Regions from separate parts of the Triticum aestivum genome. Here region 1 is linked to region 2. The links are chromatin contacts, called in public Hi-C maps. All regions are on one chromosome and are shown on one strand. The core of a region is the stretch at or near the end of the contact, and the rest is flanking DNA. Distances in the headings are between cores, read along the strand shown. Region 1 holds the start of LOC123182644 (probable alpha,alpha-trehalose-phosphate synthase [UDP-forming] 7). Region 2 has its middle 84 kb from the start of LOC123182644.

What was found. Hi-C and Micro-C count contacts between places; a contact is called where the count stands out from the background.
Region 1: a Hi-C map of leaf shows a contact between it and region 2, with 4 times the contacts expected there. The contact joins the promoter of LOC123182644 here to the enhancer-like site in region 2. A contact is called at or near these places in 4 of 5 Hi-C or Micro-C datasets (leaf and an unstated tissue) and 1 of 1 datasets of contacts at active chromatin or transcription factors (leaf).

The regions. Positions count from the first base shown.
Region 1 is chr1D:432,802,017-432,808,835 of IWGSC CS RefSeq v2.1, forward strand. LOC123182644 (probable alpha,alpha-trehalose-phosphate synthase [UDP-forming] 7) reads left to right here and starts at 2,474. Exons shown (of 3, transcript XM_044595287.1): 1 at 2,474-4,665; 2 at 5,523-5,796. The coding sequence starts at 2,609.
Region 2 is chr1D:432,717,058-432,723,894 of IWGSC CS RefSeq v2.1, forward strand. No RefSeq gene overlaps it. Among protein-coding and RNA genes, the nearest start is that of LOC123182644, 84 kb to the right of the region's middle. Within about 2 kb of position 3,169, at least 1 of the 8 cell types and tissues checked has an H3K27ac peak or open chromatin away from gene starts, as enhancers often do. A contact at or near this core is called in leaf, where this site is marked.

The sequences.
Region 1 (6,819 bases), core at 1,224-3,723, 84 kb after region 2:
GCTAGCAACAGTCGTTATCTCCATTTGGTTCGTCAAACCTTTGAGTTTCCCATCGCTTTTTGAGCCAATTAATAGAGAAGACATACCACCAAATTTCTAAAACAGATGCATGAACTCAAGGAAATTAATAAATGACCGTGTGCATGACCGTGCGTCACTTGATGCATGGGAGAGGGGGTTACACCTACTTTTCGAGAAATTATCTTGTTTCTCCTCTCTTCAAAGACATAAGGGAGTAAAGAAAAAGGATAAAAACATCTTGATCAAGAGATTTTTCACTACCAGGGACAAGGGGCAATGCACGTGCGCCGCCATTGCCTTACCGGCCTAGCTAATGACATCTTGAGGGTTTTCACCGAGCAGCTTAGGTTTTCGCCAAATCCATGTGTCGCTAACTGTAACGGCGCTACTAGATCTTAAATCCCACCATTAAAGACCATCATGAACGTCAACTAAGTGTGCAACACAAGTAACATTCAAAAATACCGCTACTGCCTTGAGCAGGCGTGCAGATACTCATGACCGATGAAGACATTGACAAAAAAAATTGCGGGGAAGAAGACATTGGCAAAAAAAATTGCAGGGAAGAAGACATTGGCAATTGGAGGGAAGAGATTGAGTAGTAGTCAAAGGAGTGGTGGCTCTACACACATGCTAGAGTGTCATCATCACAACTTGTTATATCTTCACAACAGAGCTCGTCCAGAATACTCTTATTTTTTTGTAAAAGGACATCACACAACCATGAAGAGTTTGAGCAGACCGTTGGTCAAGCTGGTCATGTAATAATGCAGAGTTTCAAAAAGTTATCAACATACTCTCTTCATTTTTATTTACTCCGCATATTTGCTTTGAGCTAAGTCAAACTTCATAAATTTCGACCAAGTTTATCGGAAACAATTTTAGCTTTCACAATAACAAACATACTCCCTCTGTTCCTAAATATACGTCCTTTTAGAGATTCCACTATGGACTATATACGAAGCAAAATGAGTGAATCTACATTTTAAAATATGTCTATATACATCCATATGTATTTTTGTAGTGGAATCTTTAAAAAGACTTATATTTAGGAACGGATGGAGTATATGGTATGAAAATATATCGAATGATGATTCTAATGGTTGATTTGGTATTGTGCATGTTATTAACTTTTACACATATAAACTTGGTCAAATGTTACAAAGTTTGACTTGAGACAAAGCGACGAAGGGGCACTAGTGCATCACTACGATAATACTCCCTCCGTTCCGATTTACTCGTCGAGGTTTTAGTTTAAATTTGAACTAAAACCACGACGAATAAATCAGAATGAAGGGAGTACTTACTTTGTCCTAAAATAAATGACTCAACTTTGTACAAACAATTATACAACCCATGAAGGCCAACAATATGCGGCCCCAGCCCCACTGATCCTCACCTGGAGATTCCATCGTCAAAAGCTTGACCAGTACGTACAACAACTTGCCTTAAGCTACATGGCCAACTGGCTATACTATATCATCAGATATTCCTAAACCAAATTGCACCACTGGATTGAAGTTGAACCTACCTAGAGGCAACGGCAAAGGGCACGTTATCCGAATAAAAATCAAGGGATATGCTATGCTGGTCAGACTATCATCACGAGTTGGGTGGCCAGTGCGCCTGCCTCACGCTTAATTAGCCACTAAGATTGCTTGTCCTTTTTTCCTCGAAAGACAGAGCTAGAAGACACTGCTCGTCTGTTCGCTAGCTGTTTGTTAGCTGGTTGTCTGTCGCGCGAATTAAATAGGCATATCCTTCGCGCGATGCTCCTCGTGGCGTCCGTCTCGATGGATGACCGTCTGCCTACCTGGAAGGAGCATCCGAGGGCGACGTGGCCACGGACGGTCACAGTCACGGCCTCGCCGACATGCCGCGCGTGCCACGGGTGGCCCATGTGGCGCCATGTCACCGGGAGCGGCGATGCTGGCCACCTCACCGCGGATCAAATTCGTGGACAGAGTTGCGCCTAGTCACGGACACATCTGCAGCGTCGCCATCACGTCGACGCGGCGGTGCGGCTGCCGGACGCGTGTCCCGGGCCACCGCGTTTGGGCTATCGCTGTCGCTCGCTTGCGGGAACGGGAAGGGGGACCGGGACGTCTCATGAAAGCGCCGGACCAAAGGGCCTGGGGAATTCTTTATCCACAAACTGTTGCCCCCGGCTGATCTCGTCCGTCAACCGCGTGCGCGGAGCCATCGCGTGCGTCCGTTCGGGTGGGCCCCAGGGTCGTCAGGTGGCAGCGTGACGCCAGCTGGAGCCGGTGGGGCACGCACCACCTTATCCTCTTTTCTCCGCCGCGTGGTCTGCCCCTGTGGGCAGGGTCCACTGCACCGGCGGGTGGCAGGAAAGGAAGGGCCCATCGGTCGGTGAGGGGTGGACCAGGAGGCAGGTGCCGTGCGCCGGGTGCAGCAAGGGGGGGATATACTGTGTGCTCGTCTTCTTCGTCGCCCCACTTCGCCTCCCCCATTCCCCCGAACTCCAAAACGCCGGATCGGGTCAAAGGCGCGGGCGGACCTAGGGTTTGGATAAAACACTCGCCATTCCGCGGATCCGGCGGGGATCGGTCCGGGGGATTCAGCCATGATGTCGAGGTCCTACACCAACCTGCTCGACCTCGCGGCGGGGAACTTCGCGGCGCTCGGCCCGGCCGGCGGCGGGAGGCGCCGGTCGGGGTCGTTCGCGCCGAGGCGGATGCCGCGGGTCATGACGGTGCCCGGCACGCTGTCGGAGCTGGACGACGAGGACGACGAGCGGGCCGCCACCAGCAGCGTCGCCTCCGATGTGCCCTCCTCCGCCATCTGCGAGCGCCTCATCGTCGTCGCCAACCAGCTCCCCGTCGTCGCGCGCCGCCGCCCCGACGGCCGCGGCTGGGTCTTCTCCTGGGACGACGACTCGCTCCTCCTCCGCCTCCGCGACGGCGTCCCCGACGAGATGGAGGTGCTCTTCATCGGCACCCTCCGCGCCGACGTGCCCGCCGCCGAGCAGGACGAGGTCTCGCAGACCCTCATCGACGGCTTCCGCTGCGCCCCCGTCTTCCTCCCCGCCGACCTCTACGATCGATTTTACCAGAACTTCTGCAAGGGCTACCTCTGGCCGCTCTTCCATTACATGCTCCCCTTCGCCGCCGCCCAATCTCCCAATGAGAGCGGTGCATCTGCCGGTGGTCGGTTCGAGCGCGCCTCATGGGAGGCCTACGTCCTCGCCAACAAGCACTTCTTCGAGAAGATTGTTGAGGTCATCAACCCGGAGGACGACTATGTTTGGGTCCATGATTACCACCTCATGGCGCTGCCCACCTTCCTCCGCCGCCGCTTCAATCGCCTCCGCATCGGATTCTTCCTCCACAGCCCATTCCCCTCATCAGAGATATACCGATCCCTCCCTGTCAGAGAGGAGATCCTCAGGACTATGCTCAACTGTGATCTCATTGGATTCCACACATTCGATTATGCCAGGCACTTTCTGTCTTGCTGTAGTAGGATGCTCGGGATAGAGTACCAGTCAAAGCGTGGATATATTGGTCTGGATTACTATGGCCGCACTGTTGGGATCAAGATCATGCCAGTGGGAATCCATATGGGTCAATTGCAGTCAGTGCTGCGATTACCTGAAATGCAGCAGAAGGTTGCTGAGCTGCGGCAGCAATTTGAGGGCATGACTGTGTTGCTTGGTGTGGATGACACGGATATCTTTAAAGGCATCAATCTGAAGCTTCTTGCATTTGAGTATATGTTGAAGACACATCCTAAGTGGCGGGGTAGGGCTGTGTTAGTACAGATTGCTAACCCAGCACGTGGGAAGGGAAAGGATATCGAGTCCATTCGGGCTGAGATTCAGGATAGTTGTGAGAGGATTAACAGGGAGTTTGGCCAGTCCGGGTACAGCCCAATTGTTCTCATTGACCGGAATGTCCCAAGTGTGGAGAAGCTTGCATATTATACGGTCGCTGAGTGTGTCGTGGTGACGGCTGTGAGGGATGGGATGAATTTGACCCCATATGAGTACATTGTCTGTCGACAGGGCATTCCTAGCTCTGAGTCTGCACCTGAGGTGAGTGGGCCACGCAAGAGCATGCTAGTTGTCTCGGAATTTATTGGGTGCTCACCTTCACTGAGTGGTGCCATTCGTATTAACCCATGGAATGTTGAATCAACGGCGGAGTCACTAAATGAGGCCATATCAATGTCAGAGCGTGACAAGGAGCTGAGGCACGAAAAACATTACCGCTATGTAAGCACACATGACGTTGCATATTGGTCAAGGAGCTTTATCCAGGACCTGGAGAGGGCTTGCAAGGATCATTTCAGGAAGCCATGTTGGGGCATTGGATTGGGATTTGGATTCAGGGTGGTGGCACTAGACCCAAATTTCTCAAAGCTTAGTTTTGATTCAATTATAATGTCTTATGGGAGATCAAAGAGTAGAGCTATATTTCTTGACTATGATGGTACATTGGTGCCACAGGCTTCTCTCTACCAGAAACCGAGTGAAGAATTAGTAACCATCATTAATACCCTATGCTCGGATAAGAACAACATCGTCTTTATTGTCAGTGGAAGAAGCAAGAATAGCTTGGGATCAATGTTCTCCTCATGTCCAATTCTAGGCATCGCGGCAGAGCATGGTTATTTCTTAAGGTACAATTTTTTATTACCACTGTTGTACATTTTGCTTCAGATTAACAGTGAAGTCTGTACTTTATTCAGACATAATAGGAATAGGAGTCAAGGTCAACTGCAGATGCAAAGGTCTCAGTGTTTTCTGCTTCATCGAGCAAATAACAATCTAGTTTACTTTTGTTGGTTTTTCTTGTATCAATAGGAAATTCTTCATTTGTTCCTTGTCAGGCACTCAGGCTACTACACGCACCAGTTGTTTGTTTGGTACTCCCTCCATGAAATTAGGGCGTCAAGTGGGAGAATAACACAGTGCTCGACAAAATACCCCTCCCTCAGATCTGCTTTACCGATTCACATTAATTACCTGTCACTGCATGCACATAGCACGATTGGCTAAGGCTGCGCATTCTGCTCCTCCGTAGCATTCACACTCTAGGATTGGCCAGTGTGAGGTCCATATTAAACGGATGCTAGTTATCGAGGCGCGTGGAGCGAATATTTTGCGGCGCTTTTCAAGGGTAAATCTGGGAAAATAAACTGCATGAGATTCTCTCCTTAATTGCTGCGCTCAGAATTGTATGCCCTCCTTTGGCGATTGGAGGGAGTACTTAACTGTAATGACCAACTAGCGGAGTCAGTAATTAGGACTTGTAGGATCATACACCTTATGTTCATTAAACTCATGTACCAGGTTCTGCTTTTACTTCAACATGGCATGCACACGTCATAAGATGTTTGTTCATGTTTCTTGGCTGCCCATTTCTGTTTAGTGTTTTTATTGCCTGGGGAGAATGGAGATCACTGCAGACTGTTCATGATTTTTGGAATCACTAGAGAATTAAATAGATGATGAAACACTATGTTTCCATATGTAGGTGGACCAGAGATGAAGAATGGCAAACCAGTACCCAGTCCCCAGATATTGGATGGATGCAAATGGCTGAGCCAGTGATGAATCTTTATACAGAAGCAACTGATGGATCCTACATTGAAACCAAAGAAACTGCGTTGGTGTGGCACCATAGGGATGCTGACCAAGGCTTTGCATCTTCTCAGGCAAAGGAGATGCTTGATCACCTGGAAAGTGTACTAGCAAATGAAGCAGTCTCAGTCAAGAGCGGCCAGTTCATTGTTGAAGTCAAACCTCAGGTTCGCCATTACCATTTCTTGCATTCCATTAGATGAGCTCACCAATTTTTGTGCCATCCATAGAGAGTATATGCGCACATGATTTTTCCCTTCACTTATATCTGTATGAGATACCCTATGACTTGCTCTGCATTTAGCTGGTGCCCCTATCTGAGGTTCGCATAATACTTCTGTGCCAATCACACAAGCCATTTTGTTTCTTGTACATTACTTCAGGTTAATGTGATTAGCACTATGGTGTGCTCCCTCCGTCAGGGTTTAAAAGGCCAGTGGGCCTCGATCGCATGCCCGTAATTCTAAGTCAGCTTGTAATCAGTTCCCTGCTTTTTCGCTGGGTTTGGCTGGCGCTACGTCCGCTGATTCGGTGAATTAATTAGCCAGAGGAGCCGCGTCACATGCAAGCGTGAGGGGCGAGGCTGCATGCAGAATTTAATTAGTTACGTTTGCGTAATTGACGCAACGACAAATGCATGCCTGATTTAAAAGTTCCTTCCTCTATCCCATTGGTGCATGTGGCCAGCATTGCACGAGGAATTAAATCTTTTCTGTAACTGGTGCCGAGTTAATTTTGCATTGGTCTCAATCTCAGCGTTTTGGCCGATGGTCCTTTTAAACCCAGAAGGATGAAGTAGTCACTAGGCTTTTTGTAGATTTAACAGGGCGGTGATTATGCTTTTTCTATATTTATTACCTTCACAATTTTACCCTATTGTGAATGCCTTTCAGTTTTACGTTTGGTAAGGAGTATATTGCTTAAAAAGCAATTTGTGATTTGTATTCAAAATTTATTCTATTTATGTGGCCTTGCTTGCTTCACCATATCTACTTAATACTTACCAGCTTTCAACAATATAAAATGTCCTTGTTTAGTTGTTTACATGAGTACTGTCATACACAGTGCATGCATCATATTGCATCCACCACTTCTTTCCCTCTTTAGATGCTTTAATTTTTTCAAAAATGTCATTCGATCAGAAATATGGAAATTAACCACAATGGTTTTACTAAATTATTTCAGGTTTT
Region 2 (6,837 bases), core at 1,919-4,418:
TTCATTTGAATTTGTCTTACGAGTTTTGATCCTCCTCGAATTCATTCGTCTGCACGTAGTCGACACGGAGCTCCGGAGCAGATTTTTACCGTCTCCTTGGGGCAGTGACGTGGGTTTATTGTTGTGTGGTGAGATTTGGTGCTTCATATCTATGCAAGGGTTCAACAGGGACAACTGCGGCTTGAAGGTGTTGGTCCTTATGGCATGTGCACGAAGACTTCCTAGCCGTTATCGACAAGGTAAAGCCGGCTCCGACAGGGGAGCGGCGACAGCGGCACGTCGACGGCTCGCTCTGGCGGCAGTAGTGATCGTTCTCGATGTAATTTTTATTATGATCGATATCCTTTGTACTTTCAATGCATTCTTACAATAGATTTGATCCTTTTCGGAAAGAAAAAAAAGAAGAGGGAATTGCTTCCGGCGGATGTAAGAATTTGTTTCCATCAACTGATACAATATTTTCATCGTGGCTCGGTAAATTGTCTCTGCGTTTCAGGCTGGCAAACCCTTTTTTTAGAATTTTTGAGTGACAGAGATTTACGAAAATTCTAAGGTAAATCCGGCATAAAAACGTACGTAATGTACATGCATACAGCAACTGCTTGCGTTCGAGAATTTACGGCCTCGCGTGCCGTCCGGGGTGTTCCTCCCGGCCCCTGCCCCGTCGAGGCGGCGGCAGGTTGACGTGGTCGAACCAGACCTGGCGGAAGACCTTGACGATGCAGTCGTGGTGCTCGTCGGCGTTGAGGGCGAGGTAGCACGCCAGCAGCCGCTCCAGCTCCTCCGGCCGGGCGTCGGTCCCCCCGCTGCTCGCGATCATCTCGGACATCGACTCCCTGAACGCCCGCTGCGGGTCCCGCGTCCGCCGCACCACGGCGAGGCTCTCCAGCTCCGGCGCCGACCGCCGCGGCGACCGCACCTTCACCCGCAGCGTCACCTTTCCGGAGAACGACGATCTCCGGCCGCCGCTGACGCTGCGCCAGTGCCGGCGGCCACGGTGCCGACGCCTCAGCCGAGCGCCCCCGCCGTCCGTGTCCGACGGTGCCGCGGCTGCTGCCGCCTGTGGAGGAGGCCGTGGCTGCGCTGGGGAGCCAGCGAGGGAGAAGGGGATGTGTTTGCCGAGCGGCGCCTGGAGGTCACGGTCGCCGCCGACGGAGCAGTGGCGCCGAGGTCTGCAGTGCCGGCGCGGGGCGACGGCGTCGGCGCTGTCGTTGCCAACAGAGAGCCGCCTTGGTACGACTTCTTCGGCGGCGGCGACGGCTGCGGCAGGGCGATGGCGCCCGCGCGCGGCCACGGCCTCCGCGTTGTCGTTGCCAACAAAGAGCCGCCGCAGAACAGCGGGAGAGCGACGCGGCGAGGGCGAGCTGAGCCGGCCCGCCGGCGCAATCACCACCTTAGCCGGGCTGACGCGCTCGGGAAGGGCCGACTTGAACGGCGGGGCGGCGGCAGCGGCACTCGCACCGGCTCCGCGGCCCTCGTGCGTGGACGCAGGCGTGCGCTTGGGCTTCGCGGCGAGCTTGGAGAGCCACGAGAGCGGGGAGAAAGAGAAGGGGAAGGCCTTGCTCTTGCCACTGCCCTTGTGCTCGCCGGACTCTCCTTGCTCCGACGCGCGTGACGGCGTCCCGTGCTGCTGTTTCCTGCTTCCCCATCCCATGACTGGCTTCTTGGCTTCTTGCTATCTACAACTCCGACTCGAGCTTCTCGTGTGTGAGCTTGGAGGGGCGACCTTAAAGCGTGCAAGTTCTTGTTGCCGCTACTGGGACTTGAGCACAAGCTTTATGCACTACTTGAGCTGCTCTACTGTGCAGTAGTAGCTCCTATCCTAGAGAGAAGGCAATGTCGGGGAATGGAAAGCGAGACAGCGCCGGCACGGGCAGGAGACAGGCATGATCATCTGAACTCTGCCGGGCGCTAATTATGTCCATCTGCGTGCATGCAGCATGGGTTTTCGAAAGCCCCTGGCGGCAGGCAGGCGGGCATGAGGAGTTCAGAATTCATAGGCCCCATGCGCGATACGCTCACGAACACTCATGATTCGTCAATACTATTCGCGGAAGAGCAGAGGGAGCAAAGGGGGGAGACAAAGCAGAGGAGAAAGCGTGGACTGATGGCTGAAACTGAAAACAAAGCAACGTTGGCTTGGCTTGCTACGTGCTGCTTTTGCTTTCTCTGCCTCGTCGTCCTGCCTGCTTGCTTCTCTTCTCCCATCGTTCGTTCGTTTGAACAAAAGGCCCGCCGTTTTTGCCCATTGCCATTCTTCCACTCCTACCAGGAACAAACTTTTGCTACTACTCGTGTAGGAACAGTAGAAACACATGCCTGTGTCATGTAAAAGAAGTTCAGACTCGAACTGAGGTGCCTGCTCAGTTGTACAGGTAATTCACATCAGTGTTGCTGTATTATGCTTGTGCCCTGCCGTGCAGGAATGCTTACTGTTTGTTGGTCTCGGCCTGAGACCGAGCATGCTCTGCCATGGACACTTTCCACAGGAAGAACACGACACTGTACTTTTCCCTTATTTACCTTTTTGTTAAGAAAAAACTTGGCCCCAGCCCCAGCTTCGCTAATTAAAGAAAGCGAACGTAGGCGAGTAGTTTATTTTCGTTGCTGTGCGGGAAAACTACAGTGTACTGTACCAGTTAACGCGCCTTTATTTGATGGCTGATCGTTGCCTGCTGAGTTCAAATGGTCTGCCTCTCATTCTTATCCATTTAGCCACAATTAAATTTGTGAAGAACGTGCGATATTCTGAATTCTACATTGTTGCATAACCAAATTTCTGGTATCAGATATCAAGAGTTCTGAACAAGTGAACAGATCTCGTGGCTGCAGGTCCAAATGACACACTGCCATAATCTGGGCGGGCCGGTCTACATTTTCTACAGAGTTCATCGAGGGTTTGCTTCAAAGAAGAGCCTAGCATTTTGCGTTTTGGTGCTATCCACGATTTGTTATGCCAGTTTGAGCCATGTGTGGACTGTTGCTGTGGCTATTGGTTCAGTCTCCTGTTTCAATACAGTCCAGCAACCTGAACTTCAAATGACGCGGCGCGCCCACTGCTCAGCCCTGAAAGAGACGGGGAACGAGCGATCTGGAGCACTATCCAAAAGGAAAGGAAAATCAAATCAAAAGCCGAGACGGGCGCAAAAGGAGGGTCCCTCCAAAAAATCGCCACCGGCGTTCAAAATGGAAACGGATCCCTATCCACATCGCACAATCGCACATGGATCGAGCGTAACTGTCAACTCTCTTGCCTGCCGTGCCAAGAGTGTCAAACGAAAAGCCAATGCGCTCGCTTTCACTAGCCCCGGCCCATCCGCTTGCCTTTTTTGCCGATCGAGACGGCGCCTAAAGATAACAGATCCGCTCAAAATGGCCGAAGGATACATGCATCCAGTGGGAGCAAACCGTAGAGCCTGCTCCAGCGTCTACAGCATGGGAAAGATGGAAGAGAGCTCATGCTTTTTTGTTCTTTCTCTCCAATATTACTACTTTGTCATCTAAAAAAAAGGAGAAAAAAACTCCATTGTTCTCACATAATTCATGCTTTAGACATTGACTAGCATCAAGATGCATTTGTATGAGTAGTTTATTTTGTGAGAGAAAAGGATGAACGAGGGAAAGCCTTATTTGCAAATGTGAAGAGGGGTGTGGGTATCTTTTTATAAAATTGTCATAGTTTCCTTCCTATCGGTCAAATATAAATCGGGCGGTCTATATTGCAGGATGACAGGCACACCATCATCACCACTCTGTTTTTTATAAGAGTAGAGATAAGGTGTGCAAGACGTGACCTGACAGCTAGTTTCCGTTGTTATATGAGTATAAAATCAAATCAAGTTATGGTATTTTGAAAATCTAGGATACAAATGGTTTAGATGACCATCCCTCGCGTCGCTCTTGCGGGCGGCGTCGGGGGAACGCTAGCCGCCACCCCTCGGCCGCCTCCTACACCCTCCCCTCCCCTCGCCGCCGGGCGAAGCCTGGTGCGCGTCGGCGTCGGCGGGGCCCTTCTCCTCCTCCTAGCGTATGGCTGCAGCGCGAGATGCGGCGGCGCGGCGGAGGTGTGGCACTGGTGTGGGGTGGGTGCGGCGGCCAGACAGCGGCACAGGCGGGTGGCCAGGCCGTGACGGCTGCACGTGGGGTTGGCTCCGGGGCGGCGGTGCGGGCACGGATCGGGTGCGGATCTGGTCCTACGGGCGCGGACTCGGCCTCCCCTGGTCGGCCGGCAGGTCTCAGTGTGGACTTCTCCTTTGCTGTGACCTGGCAGCGGCGGCCTGGATCATCCTGATCCCGGCAGGGATGGCGGCGGCCTGTGCACGAGAGTTGAGGTTCTTCGAGCAAATCTAGGTGAAAACCCGCTTTCGGCTATTACCAAGGCCGGCGGTGGTGGCGTTGTCTGCCTCGTTCCCTTCCTGAAGGCATCATCGTGGAGAAGTTCAAGGCCCTCTCTGCTACCTCTTGGGAAAACCCTAGATCAGTAGATCGGATGACGGTGGCTCTCTGGTGTTGTTTCCCCCTTGGGGGCGTCATTCTTGGAGGTGCACACGGGCTCGAGGGACCGGAGGGCGGCTTCTTTGGTGGAGCGGCGCTTCATCTTACACACTGATGGCGGCGGATATAGGCGGCGTGGCGCCGTGGAGACTTGGCGTCAGATGCGCGGAGATGGACTTGCGCAGGAGGAGGATGATGTCTGGCGGTGGCGTCGATAGCAGAGAAGCCTGGCAAGGTCGGTGCGTTAGTTTGCTCTGAAGATGGATTGGTGGAAGATGGCGGCGACGACACATGAGAGTGCGTTAGACCGATTTGTGCCCCAAACCCAGTATGTGGCTTGGTTGGGGCCTCTGCTTTAGATGTTAGGCATTTGTGCGATGTCTGTTTGGTATTAGGCTCAGACTATCAACACCCCTTCATCATGTGGATAAGAGTAGCAACAAATGTTGCTAAGATGGTGGCTTCAGACTACCTGATGTACTACTTTATAAGGTCTTTGTGAATAATCAATAAAATGGTTGCATGCATCGCTCAGATGCAGAAGGCCGGGGGTAATCCTCCTTTTTCTAAAAAAATTGGTTTAGATGATGTCCCTCTGTTGCATAATGTAGTGCCTATAGATTTTTATAAAGGTCAAATTTTACAAACTTCGACCAGGTTTCTAAAGAAAAACATTCATTAGATACATCATGAGAAGTATTTTCATACTATACATTTTTTGTATTGTTGATATAAATAATTTTCTTTACAAATTGGTTAAAGTTTGGAAATTTTGATTATTCAAAAATCTATAGGCACTACATTATGGAACGGACAAAGTATTATCTAAAGATTTAAAAGTTTGACAGTGTTAAATATAAATTGATACATCTCCAATGTATCTATAATTTTTTATTGTTCCATGCTGTTATATTATCAATCTTGGATGTTTTATAATCATTTTATAGTCATTTTTTATCATTTTTGGTACTAACCTTTTGACATAGTGCCAAGTGCCAGTTGCTGTTTTCTGCATGTTTTTTACATCGCAAGAAATCAATACCAAACAGAGTCCAAATGCAACGAAACTTCACGGAGATTTTTTATGGACCAGAAGACACCCAATGGGCCAAGGCAGCTCCTCGGGGGTGCTCCGAGGGGAGCACAACCCACCAGGGCGCGCCAGGAGGCCCAAGCGCGCCCTGGTGGGTTGTGCCCACCTCGGGTGCCCCCAGACCGCCTCTTTACTCTATAAATACCACCAATATTCCAGAAACGCTAGGGGAGTCGACGAAAATCAATTCCAGCTGCCGCAGAGTCCAGAACCACCAGATCCAATCTATATATCATCATGGAGGGGTTCACCACTTCCATTGGTGCCTCTCCGATGATGCGAGTAGTTCTTTGTAGACCTACGGGTCCGTAGTTAGTAGCTAGATGGCTTCCTCTCTCTCGTTTGATTCTCAATACAATGGTCTCTTGGAGATCCATATGATGTAACTCTTTTTGCGGCGTGTTTGTTAGGATCTGATGAACTTTGAGTTTATAATCAGATCTATCTTTTTATATTCACGAAAGTTATTTGAGTTTCCTTGATCTCTTATATGCATGATTGCTTATAGCCTCGTATTTCTTCTCTGATATTTGAGTTTTGTTTGGCCAACTTGATCTATTTATCTTACAATGGGAAGTGGTGCTTTGTAGTGGGCGATCTTACGATGCTTGATCCCAGTGACAGAAAGGGAACCTACACGTATGTATCGTTGCTACTAAGGATAAAACGATGGGGTCTATTTCTACATAAATAAATCTTGTCTACATCATGTCATCGTTCTTATTGCATTACTCCGTTTCTTGATGAACTTAATACACTAGATGCATGCTGGATAGCGGTCGATGTGTGGAGTAATAGTAGTAGATGCAGGCAGGAGTCGGTCTACTAATCTTGGACGTGATGCCTATATAATGATCATTGCTTGCATATCGTCATGATTATTTGAAGTTCTATCAATTGCCCAACAGTAATTTGTTTACCCACCGTTTGCTATTTTCCTCGAGAGAAGCCGCTAATGAAACCTACGGCCCCCAGGTCTCTTTCTCATATTATTTGCCTTTGCGATCTATTTTCCTTTGCTTTTATTTTCATATCTACTAAACCAAAAATACAAAAATACTTTGCTGTAATTTATTCTTATTTATTTTATTTGGCGTTTGATCTATCAATCTACTACAATTTCCTCACGTCTGTTTGCCTATCTTTGGGCGCCGCTACCCGAAAGGGATTGACAACCCCTTTTACACGCCAGGTTGCGAGTAGTTGTTATTTGTGTGCAGGTGTTGTTTATGTTGTGTTGCTTGGTTCTC